3 separate regions of the Gossypium hirsutum genome follow, and all the other regions are linked to region 1. The links are chromatin contacts, called in public Hi-C maps. All regions are on one chromosome and are shown on one strand. Each heading gives the region's core, a stretch centred on a gene start, on an enhancer-like site or on the middle of the called end of the contact. The rest is flanking DNA. Distances are from core to core; before and after follow the strand shown.

Region 1 (3,674 bases), core at 394-2,893:
AACATTTTCGTGTGGGATCAGAAAGAAGGTTTACGAGATGCAATTATTGTTGTTTTGGCAGCCACAAGAACATGATGGGCAAGGTGTGATTGTGGAGTTGTAAAATGAAGACATCGAGACACAACAGCTTGGATATCGTGATGCCAGAATCTGATTATACGTGCATGTCACATTCCATGTCACTGCAACACAAATAACAACACTTATGTCGGATGTAAGTATATCTGTTTTAAGTGCAAATTATCAAAAACTTACTCAATGCTTGAGTTTTTCGTCGACCATCAGGGGTGAGGAAAACAGTGGACGGCACCTTTTTAGCTCCGCTGCATGTGTAACCCAGACCAGGACCAAGCAAAGTGAAGTTCAACGGCAGGTTCACTGTTTTATTGGAAGTCCCGGCACGGCCAACACTCACCTGAAAGGACGAAACCGCGGTGGAGGAGTCTTGGCCCCATGACGACACGACGCCACCTTTGCAACAATTGGCTATCTGTTGGTTGTATGGGACTCCGGGGAGCAAGTCCACGACGGTGGGGTTTTTCTTACAGCAGTGTGGGACGTTTCCTTTGAACTTTGAACAATCTCCTTGTTCAGTGGCTTGGGCTCCCACCATTGACCAGATCACTTCTTTCTTAGCCCAAACCCAGCCTAGGGTCCAGCCAGGGCTCATTATGTGCCGATACATTTGGAAGTTGGTCATTGTTACAACTGCCTGCATAGCAGACATGATATATATGTAAGCTTGCATTTCTATTTCTTCAACTATCCCACACTCAAAAGTTATATTTACTATAAAAATGAATATTGAAAATTTTAGTATGGGATCTTATATCCAACCAAATTTTAAAAATGATTACATCAACAGTCTAATTTAAGTTTGAGTTTAATAAAAGACACTTTATAATTACTAAATCTAAGTAATATTCGCATTCCTATTGACCAGGAATGAAGCTAGAAGTTGGGTATTGTGGGGTTAAAATAAAATTTCAAAAGTTTGGAGCTAAAGGATAAAATTGATTAAAAAAAGTTAAATTGAATATTCTATAATTAGAATGGATTAAAATTGTTATTATTCTGAGTTAATGCCCTACTAACCCTTAGCTACGCCCTTATTTTAGGTAACTTTCAACTATAAGAAAAAATTTGAAAAAGTTTTAATATATTAGTGGTGGATACATATCAATATTTGAAACTCACATTTAACATTTGATCAATATAAATGAAAATTATTGTTTTTGGTATAAAGGAAGTCGCAATTTTGACCAAATTTATTGAAATTTTATCTTTTAAAGTGACTAAGTGAACCAATTAATTAATCTTGAGTTTAATGAAAAAAAATATGAGTATAATAAGTAAATTTAAGTTATACTTACAACGTAACCATCCGGAGTCCAGGACATAATGTCCCATTTAATTGTTATGTTTCCGTTAGGATCTAACGGATCATATGCTCCTACAACAAAAGTAGAAAAGGGAAAGGAAATTATTAGCAAGAAAATTAACTAAAACACGAAATGATTATAGCAACTGACCTGCTTGGGAAATGATTATAGCAAAGAAAGCAACCATTGGCAGAGGGTAGGCAAATTTGTAGAACATCATTGTGCAATATCAAGAAGTACTCCTGCTGTCTGTAAACAATGATACTCCTATGGCTTTATATCTATTCCCCCAACAAACAAGAATTGTTTATGTCAGCCTCAACCACTGGTTTTGTTGTATATATATGTGAGTATGACTTGGAACTTTTTTCAGACATATTCTGAGCACAATCTTCTAACTGCCGATATTCGTCAAATACAGAAACATCTTAAACTCGATTAAATCACCTACCAAACAAATGATTTCCATTTAAAATTAATTAATTAAATTGGTGGGTGTGAGAGCTTGCAGTTATTGAAGTCAACTCACCTAATGATAATGACTACTCAACTGTTTCACAATTAATAATATAATAATAATAGATTGTAAAAGGGATAGGGAAATGGCAACAACAAAATTTTTAGTTTTGACTATGCAACATATGTGATAGTTTAAATGGAATAATTGAGTTATTCAGACGAGGATTTTCCAACTTCCCATTTTGCTTATGCTAACTCTGTTTAAAAAAATAAAGAAAGTAAAATCAACTTTGAGATTTTATGCTAACGTGACGAGCCAAGTTTCCCAGTATAATTATTTATGGCATAAAACAACAAATTGTTACTACAAGTTTAGTGAGTAATTGATGTACATGACGCAGCGGGAACTTCCTAGCTTTGGGGTAATTTACCCAATTTATCCATTAACCATACACCAACTTTTTCTCTAACCAACACCATTACTTGTTAAATTATGAATAAATTTTTGTTTTTATCACTTAGTTAAAAAAGTTATAATTTGATCATTGAATTATTCAAAAAATTTGCATTGTAAGTCATTGGAATATTAAAATCAATGCTATCCCATTACCTGCACTGATTAAAAACTCTCTAACATTTTCTCTTCTATAGTTCAGTTTTTTTATTTTTTTTATTTTATGAAATAGCTTTATTCATCACAAATCTGTGAACTAAAATTCAAATAGATTTATTCTCTAACAATAGCTGTTAGATCAACTTAGATCTAAAATATAAATAACCGTTACATCAACTTATATCTAAAATATATTCTCCTACTCATCGATGGATATTAATCTGTCATACTGGCTCTTGAATAATCGCTTGGAGCTTACTAGTGATTTAAAAAAAAAATCAACAGTTCAATAACTTAAATAAAAACTTTGAATAATTTAATAACTTAAATGAAATCTTTCAAATAGTTCAAAGATTAATATTGTAACTTTTTTAAATTAACTAACTAAAATTAAACTTACCCATATTTTAATGACTATCAATATAATTTACCCTACAATTTAAGCAGTTTAGTAAGTTTTATATCACAAGCTCATATAAAACTTGTTCGATAATTTTGCTTTAGTTACGCATCTAAATAGCGAGTGTCGAATATTAAACTTGATTTGATGAATGTTGCAAACAGAAATGTTGATAATTTTGTTCATCAAAACATTTTTAATTCGAGAAACATAATCAAACAATTTTTTTTCGATTACAAAATAACTTGTAAAAGTCTAGGTGAAACTTAACCGAGTGGAGGGGTGGGGTAGGGAATCCAGTTAGCAGCTGCTGAACTTTCTCATCATGCTTCCATCTATGTTACGCCGACTATTCGGACATCTCAAGAACTGTGCAGCTTTCAGCAACATTGAACTTGTCTTCCATTGCAAGTCCAATCATTTAGTTCCAGGCCAACAAATTCAGAGAATGGAAGAATGTTAGATAAACAAAACACTTGGTTCAAATGTCAAAGATTTATGATCATAATGTCATTCAACTTGAGCATCATTACTTACCTTAATCTGTACTTAAACGATTCGGAGGTAGGTCTCATTTTCATTGTCTTCTTGCATAGATTGTCTTTGATGTTCCACTCGCTGAAGCTGCGATGAAAGCTGAAGCAAGTTGATCGTCGGTCCATCTTTGCATGATAGTCCATCAGTGATATTGAAGTTGGCAGCTTCACTACTATCAGATATCAGTATAGCACCCATGTTACCGCCTTCGGTTGAATTGATCCCTGATGAAGAGATCGTATTCGATACTCTGTCGAGCTTTTCCGAGACTTGAGTCATGTGA
Region 2 (3,548 bases), core at 975-3,474, 260 kb after region 1:
GGCCACCCACCCAGGCCTGAAGGCTCTCTCGAAACATAGGAAGGTTTGAGGAAAAATATAAGCCCTAAAAATTGGCTTGGATAAAAAATAAGATCTGCTTTCTAAACGAGTCGGGCCTCGAGTAGGATTTTTTTGATCCGCAGCCCGACTCGAATTAGCCTAAACTTTCTTTTTTGTTGTTGTTTTGTTGCCATTTTGCTACTGTTTTAATGCTATTTCGCTATTATATTAGTACTATTCTATTATTATTGTTTGGATATTGTATAACTCTTATTTTATTGTTAATTTTGCTACTATTTTAGAAGTATTTTTAATGTATTTTCAATTTGTTGGGAAACATTTATTTTAATATTTTTAGTGTATTTGATGTATTATATTTTTTAAATTTTTTTATATAAAAATAATAATCTAAAAAATTTAATATGGGAGGATCAAATCGGGCTTGGGTTTAGCATTTTTAATCTAGGCTGGACTTGGGCAAAAGTTTAGGCCTATTTTTCAAGTTGAGCCTAGAAAACAGGCCTAAAATTTTTCATCGGCCTATCCGAACCCAACTCAATCCAATCCATGACTATGTTTAAGGTCAGTTCATTATTGAGGTTCAAAAGTGTGTTTGAAAAGTTTGGCAATATTTCTTGGTGCAAAATAATGAGAGAATATTTATTAACATAGTTTGGATTTACCAGTCCTACTCTATGAAATCTCGCTTAGAGAATGATTATATTCAATAATTAAACCTAATCACCTATTAACTAAAGCTTAATTTACCTTTACAACAACGGATAATTGTAACTCTAATATTGAACCCAATTATTACATCACTATCCTAAAATATCCTCACATGCAAATCATGGAAACTCCCCAAGTAATACCTAAAAGGAGTGTTGAACTAAACAACAATGAATACTCAATAAATCAATCAAACAAGATGCGTTGACACCAAATCTTGGTAAAGGATTTGTAATATGATTTTAGTATACCAAAATTTTTAATGAGGATCCATAGAAATATTGGTATTCTTTTAGAATATGTTATATATATAAAAAAAATCTAAGGATATCCTCTTAAAAGTTTTAGTAAAAGCTTGTGTAATATGATTTTGATATACCCTAATTTTCATAATTATCCATAAAGTTATCGGTATTTTCTTAGAATTTTTTTATATACCGTAATTCCTAATTATTTTTTTTTAGAAATTTTGGTTTAGAATACCAAAATATCTAAAGATATACTCTTAGAAATTTTAGTTTTCCTTTAAAAAATTTGATATACACTTGTAACTTGTTGAATAGATTAAAGTTTTTCCTAAGTTATTAACACGTACATGATGAGTGTAATGGTAAGGCATATTATATTCCTAAGGAGAAATGCAAATACCAACTTTAAAAAAGACATTGTCGAGAAGGACTATCACGAACTATAAACACGAATGGTAAAACATATATGAAAAATACCAAAATAAGTTTCCAAAGTTGTTTTTTTTTTTTGAGCTAATACCAACTAACGATATTCTTTCAATTACTCATGGAATTGGAAAAGTGGTAAAAAAGAGTGGAGCTCACACATCCATTAAATGAGATGATATAAGTGCATATTTTTAGGCTATCAATCTCGATATTTATATTGTAGCCTTAGCTGATTTAGGTTGTGTTTGGTTGGAGCATTTTTTTATATATATATTAGTTATTAATTAACTATAAATTAATTACAATTTATAATTTTTAATCACTTACATATTTTATTTGTGGTAAAAAGAAAGAATTTTTTTTTTATTTTAAAGATTTCTTATATTTATACTAATTATTTTTTATTTTTTAATCAACTATTTTAGAACATATGTATTAAATAAGTAGTTGTTATATTATTATATTAGTAACAAAACATAACATTAATAAGTAGGTAGTGAATTTTTTTTCTTGCTTCAAACATATTTAAAAAAATTTTTTTTACAAAAGTGTGAAGAATAATTTTTTAAATATAAATAATACCATTTTTGTACATACCTACAATACATAAAATTAACCCATGCATACTTACGAATAAAAAATCTAGTTTTATGTGTTAAAAAAAATGTCATCAATTAAGCAATTTCAGCCGACATTCCAACCTATTAAAAAGTCAAACTGAAAAATAATGAGAGAAGGAAAGAAGTGCAAACCGTCCATATTTGGAACACGAAAGCAATCTTGGAGAGACAATGGGCAATGAATCTAAAAATGGTCCCATCCATAGCCTATCAAGGCACTAAGATAGGGCAACCCACAGGCCCATAGCTCATGTCCACTTGCAAAGCTCAACCCCGACCATTGCAATGTTCAATGTCCCCAAAACCAGCCACATAAGTCCCTCATCTAATTTAAACCACCCTAACCCACTAGACCTAGAACCCTATGGTCCAAAGCCCAGTCCCAAAGGGTGTCCAAAACCCACATTTAATATACGCACACCCATTGACGCAAACGTTGCTGAAGTAGTGAAATTCATTGTCATGATCCACAGATGGCAAAAGACTTTCAACTTTCCAAAGAAAAATATGTACTTTTGCTTCGGCACATGCTCTGGCGAACCCACCCCCTCGCACCATCATCCTCTCATCCCCCATCAATATCCTCTTTCAACTTCATAAATCTTTCATTTAATTCCATGGCCATTCTCATAAATATTATAAATTTATTTCATCCAAAGCACAAATGACCCAAAGAGATAGCATAGACAAAATATATAAATTGGTAGATCTATATTATAAATAAAGTGACTTATTGAGTTTGTGACATGAGTTAATTCCACACTAATTTAACTATAAAATTACTAAAATACATTTACTTTAAAGGGTAATTAACATTATTATAAAAGTATTTTCATTTTTAATCTTTTATATAATATTAAAATAAAACAAATTAATAACATTATTTAGAAATCGGACACAACACCAATAAATTAATATAAAAAATTCTTGTTACTCCACTAATAATTATTTATTGACATATTTCTATAAAAATATTTTTAATAAAAATATTTTCATTCACTCATCGTATAGATGTGATAAAATCTAATAATAATAAAGGCTTTTCGAATTGGTGCTTAAAGGTTTTGTTTTTTTAATCATTTAATTTGATATTTTGTTAAATACCGTTACGTACAAGATAAGTAAATTTATTAATTGGCTTAAGGGTGTAAAAAACCGTTAAACTTAAATAAAAAAAAGCAATTAAGCCTCTCTTTTTTTTTACTCAATTGAGCACTTGAACTTTCAAAATGCATCAAAAAGGCCATCAAAAAAGGCAATTAAACCACTAGTTTTTTTCACTCAATTGGGTACTCGAATTTTCAAAATGCATAAAAAAAACCTTCAAAATTTTTCAAAAAAGCAATTAAGCCCTTGCTTTTATTAAAAATTATAAAAAAATATATAAAAATAATAAATAATAACTTTTATAAAATTATTAAATTTTAATAAAAATATAAAAAAATTTGGAATTTATTAAAAACTTGAATTTTTTATAAAAATAGTAAAAAATAAAAAAAATTGTAAATTTTCATAAAAATCA
Region 3 (3,470 bases), core at 662-3,161, 340 kb after region 1:
CAACTAGAAGGCCAGTTTAGGAATGCTTCTCAAAAGTGCTTTCTTAGGACAAAAAAATTCCTAAATAAGTTGTTTTTTAAGAGAAAAAGTGCTTTTCCCAAGCCAAAAATTGGCCTAAAAGCACTTTTTTCCAAAAGTTGAAAATTTTAGCTTCTCCCTAGAAGTGTTTTTTTTTCCAAAAGCACTTTTGAAAAGCATTCCTAAACTAGGCCTAAAACACAACACATGGGTCTAGTTATTATTGCAATGAATTACCAATCCATTTGTTGTACAAAACAATTTTATATAAGGCTTAAATAAAATTAACACAAACAAATATGCCAACACAAAATCTTTACCTGCTATAAACTAGTTTGTTCTAATTGTTGTTAGAACATAAAATGAGATAGGGCAAGTCAAAGTTTCCAACACCACTTAGGGCTAGTTTAGTAATTCTTGTGAAAAGTACAATAGAAAAGTGCTTTTGAGAAGTATTTTTGAAAAGTTTGGTTTAAGATTTGAGTATTCAGCATTGCTGTCAAAAAATAATTTTGAGAAATAAAATGTTCATTTTAGACATGTTGTTATCAATAAACAAATATGCATTTAAATAATATTTAAATTAGTTAATATTATTATATTTAGTAAGAATATAAAAAAAAGTTATTATAACTTGTTGTTAATATTTTAATATATGAAATATAAATTTTAAATATTTTTAAGCAATAAATTTAATTATTTATAAAATTTAATTAGAATATATAAACTATATTTTAAATATTTAAATATAACCATTAAATATTTGTAATTAGATATTAACACATTTGTATTATTTTAGATTTGTTATATTTAATTAATGATTTTAACACATTTGTAATTAAGTATCAAAGAAAAAAAGAAGAAAGGAAAGTACTATGTTATTGGAGGGGTGAAAAAGTAATTAAGTTCCAAAAATACTTTTGGGAGTGCTTTTCAAAAGTATTTTTGAAAAGTAAAAAATTTCAGTCAAAAGCAGTTTGTTTAGCATAATTTTTCTTCTAAAAGTATTTTTGGAGTCAAAAATATTTTTTGAAGCACTACTAAACAAGCTTTTAATATTGATCTTGATGATTTAAAAATAAAATCTAATAAAAAATATTATTTCAAATATTTTATTTTAATAATTAACAAATAAAATATTAAAAAAATAACATAAACTTTTAATTAATGAAATAAAGAATTAAAAAATATAAAAATATACCCAAAAAAAACTTTTACAAATACCTATTTTTATTAATAGATAATAGTATCATTGATGAGAGTTTAAAATTATGTGTGGATGTATCTAAATAAAAATAAAATGTAAGAAAAGACAGTCATATGTTTTATACATGATTACACTCTCATTGGTAATATTATCTTTACTAAATAAATAATAGTTGGTGTTTGATTATTTTGAAAAGGATAATTCGAGTTTTTATTAATTGAAATATTAATACATAGCGTCAAAATAATTACTTTTCTTTTCTGTTAATTACAAACAAAATTTCTTATTATTTTGTTTCATGGAAAAAGAATTAAATGCTGAAAATATTAATTAAATGAATTACTTTTTTTAAAGAAATCTTTGAACAAATTAAGGATAATTGTCGCGGTATATTCGCACCTACAGAAATTCTCGCGATATATTGTCGGCGTATCGGCAGCTGAATTAATGCCCATTACAAATCTAACGGCGACGGATGAACTCCCATTCCTGGGACGTGGACACCTGTAGTTTTATAAAACCCAGTTGAAAGCAGCCACGTAGGGTAAATGTTGGGCCCATTCAGACATAAACTGAGGTGGCAGGTATTTATTGGTAAAAAAGGAGTTAACCATGGACTGTGGTCGACAGCTAACACTAGTCAACAAATCCTTTTAGATTCAAGAAAACTATGGTTAAAAAAGTGTACCCAAGCCCAACGGTGTACGGCTCACATCCCGTTTTTTCTCTCTCTCGATCGCATTGTAGTCTGCAGTATATTCTCATTTCTAATTTTTTTCTTCCTTCTCTATTCAGATTTCTCTATATTTTCTCGATTCGCTTATACTTGAAGACAGGCAGGAGTTTCAACGGCCATTCCACGACAATTTTCGACGGAAAAGTGATTAGATCGCCGAGGAAGAGAAGGATTTTTTTGTTTTTTGTTTCGGGAAAATACTGTTTAATATTCGATTGGAATTGGTTGAGTTGTTAAGAGTTTCATTTGGCAAGAGGAGGAAAAAAATTGGATCTCTTTGATTGATTTTGAATTATTTTGTTGTTGTTGATGTTGTTTTGGAAGTTAACGGATCTCGAAATTTGTCGGAAAATAGAAAGAAAAGAAAGGAAAAGGTTTTTGTTAAATTAGATGCAGATTTTCTGAAAATCGACCTACATTGATTGAATTTGACAGGAAGAAGACGGTGGCGTATCGGGGGGGAGATGAGGAGGGTGGAAATCGGGGTTATTGCTGGAAATGTGCAGTATTGAAGGGAAGGGGAAAGGGAAAATGAGAGGGATAAGAATGGGGGCAACGAAAGGGGGAGGAGGCGGCGGAGGGGAGAGAGTTGAGAAGTTGAAGAGCTCGAGAACGAAGCTGTGGATGATACGCGCCACCACATCGGTGATGCTTTGGACTTGCATCGTACAATTAACGGCCTTGGGGGATACTTGGGGTCCGCATCTCCTTAAAGGTTGGCCTTCCTGTTTTTCTCACCAGGATTCTTCCGTTTCCGTTGTTGAAGATAAGGTTCCCTCCGTTCCTGCCCGTGTTCTTCCTCCCAAAAGTAAGATTTTCCACCTTTTTTTTACTCAAATTTCTGCTGATTTTGATGTAGTTATTCTTTATTAGGCCTTTTTTGGGGTTAAATCGGAGAAAAATTTTGAGCTTGTCTTTAATGGAAAAGAAGGAATGGGTTTATCCTTTTTATCCTTATCTGCATTCCTATTTGAGGAGAAGAAAATCAATGTACACAATGATAGATTTCTTGGAGATTTCTATGCGCTTTCATTGAAGCTTTCCTTTTATATAGTCATACGGATTGAACTTGTATCAATTTACTGGTTCCAATGTTCGTATCTTATGTCTTCGTTTTGTGGAATTCTATCCTTTTCTTGTTGTGGCATATGTTTGTTTGAAATTTGAGATCGTTTATCTCTTGAAAATTTCAAATTTGTACTTTTATTTTAATATATTGTTACTTTTGCTTCCATTTTTTTTCCATTTCAGTTTTAGGGATCGGTGGCGACTTGCTTTATGTGTTCTGGTTAGGAATTTTGAACTCTAAATTGATATATGATGTTTTGTTGTTACTTTAGGGGTATATAAGAACAATGGTTACTTGATGGTTTCTTGCAATGGAGGTCTCAATCAAATGCGAGCAGCAGTGAGTGCTTTAGCAAAGAACTCTAAACGCATTTCTTGTTCCATTCCTTTTCTTTCTTTTTTCTTTCTTTTCAACATTTTTCTAGATTGTGTATGCTCATG

Evidence for each region. Hi-C and Micro-C count contacts between places; a contact is called where the count stands out from the background.
Region 2: a contact with region 1 is called in a Hi-C map of leaf, with 2.3 times the contacts expected there. The contact joins the enhancer-like site here to the promoter of LOC107887082 in region 1. A contact is called at or near these places in 4 of 34 Hi-C or Micro-C datasets (all in leaf).
Region 3: a Hi-C map of leaf shows a contact between it and region 1, with 3 times the contacts expected there. The contact joins the promoter of LOC107887075 here to the promoter of LOC107887082 in region 1. A contact is called at or near these places in 4 of 34 Hi-C or Micro-C datasets (hypocotyl and leaf).

The regions. Positions count from the first base shown.
Region 1 is chrA03:20,032,242-20,035,915 of Gossypium_hirsutum_v2.1, forward strand. LOC107887082 (COBRA-like protein 4) reads right to left here and starts at 1,644. Exons shown (of 6, transcript XM_016811216.2): 1 at 1,533-1,644; 2 at 1,374-1,453; 3 at 256-712; 4 at 35-182. The coding sequence starts at 1,602. LOC107887080 (squamosa promoter-binding-like protein 6) reads right to left here. Exons shown (of 5, transcript XM_041096982.1): 4 at 3,392-3,674; 5 at 2,979-3,248. The coding sequence ends at 3,404.
Region 2 is chrA03:20,290,882-20,294,429 of Gossypium_hirsutum_v2.1, forward strand. No RefSeq gene overlaps it. Among protein-coding and RNA genes, the nearest start is that of LOC107887078, 32 kb to the left of the region's middle. Within about 2 kb of position 2,225, at least 2 of the 9 cell types and tissues checked have an H3K27ac peak or open chromatin away from gene starts, as enhancers often do. A contact at or near this core is called in leaf, where this site is marked.
Region 3 is chrA03:20,368,609-20,372,078 of Gossypium_hirsutum_v2.1, forward strand. It overlaps LOC107887075 (rhamnogalacturonan I rhamnosyltransferase 1), which reads left to right and starts at 1,912. Exons shown (of 8, transcript XM_016811205.2): 1 at 1,912-2,769; 2 at 3,302-3,369. The coding sequence starts at 2,460.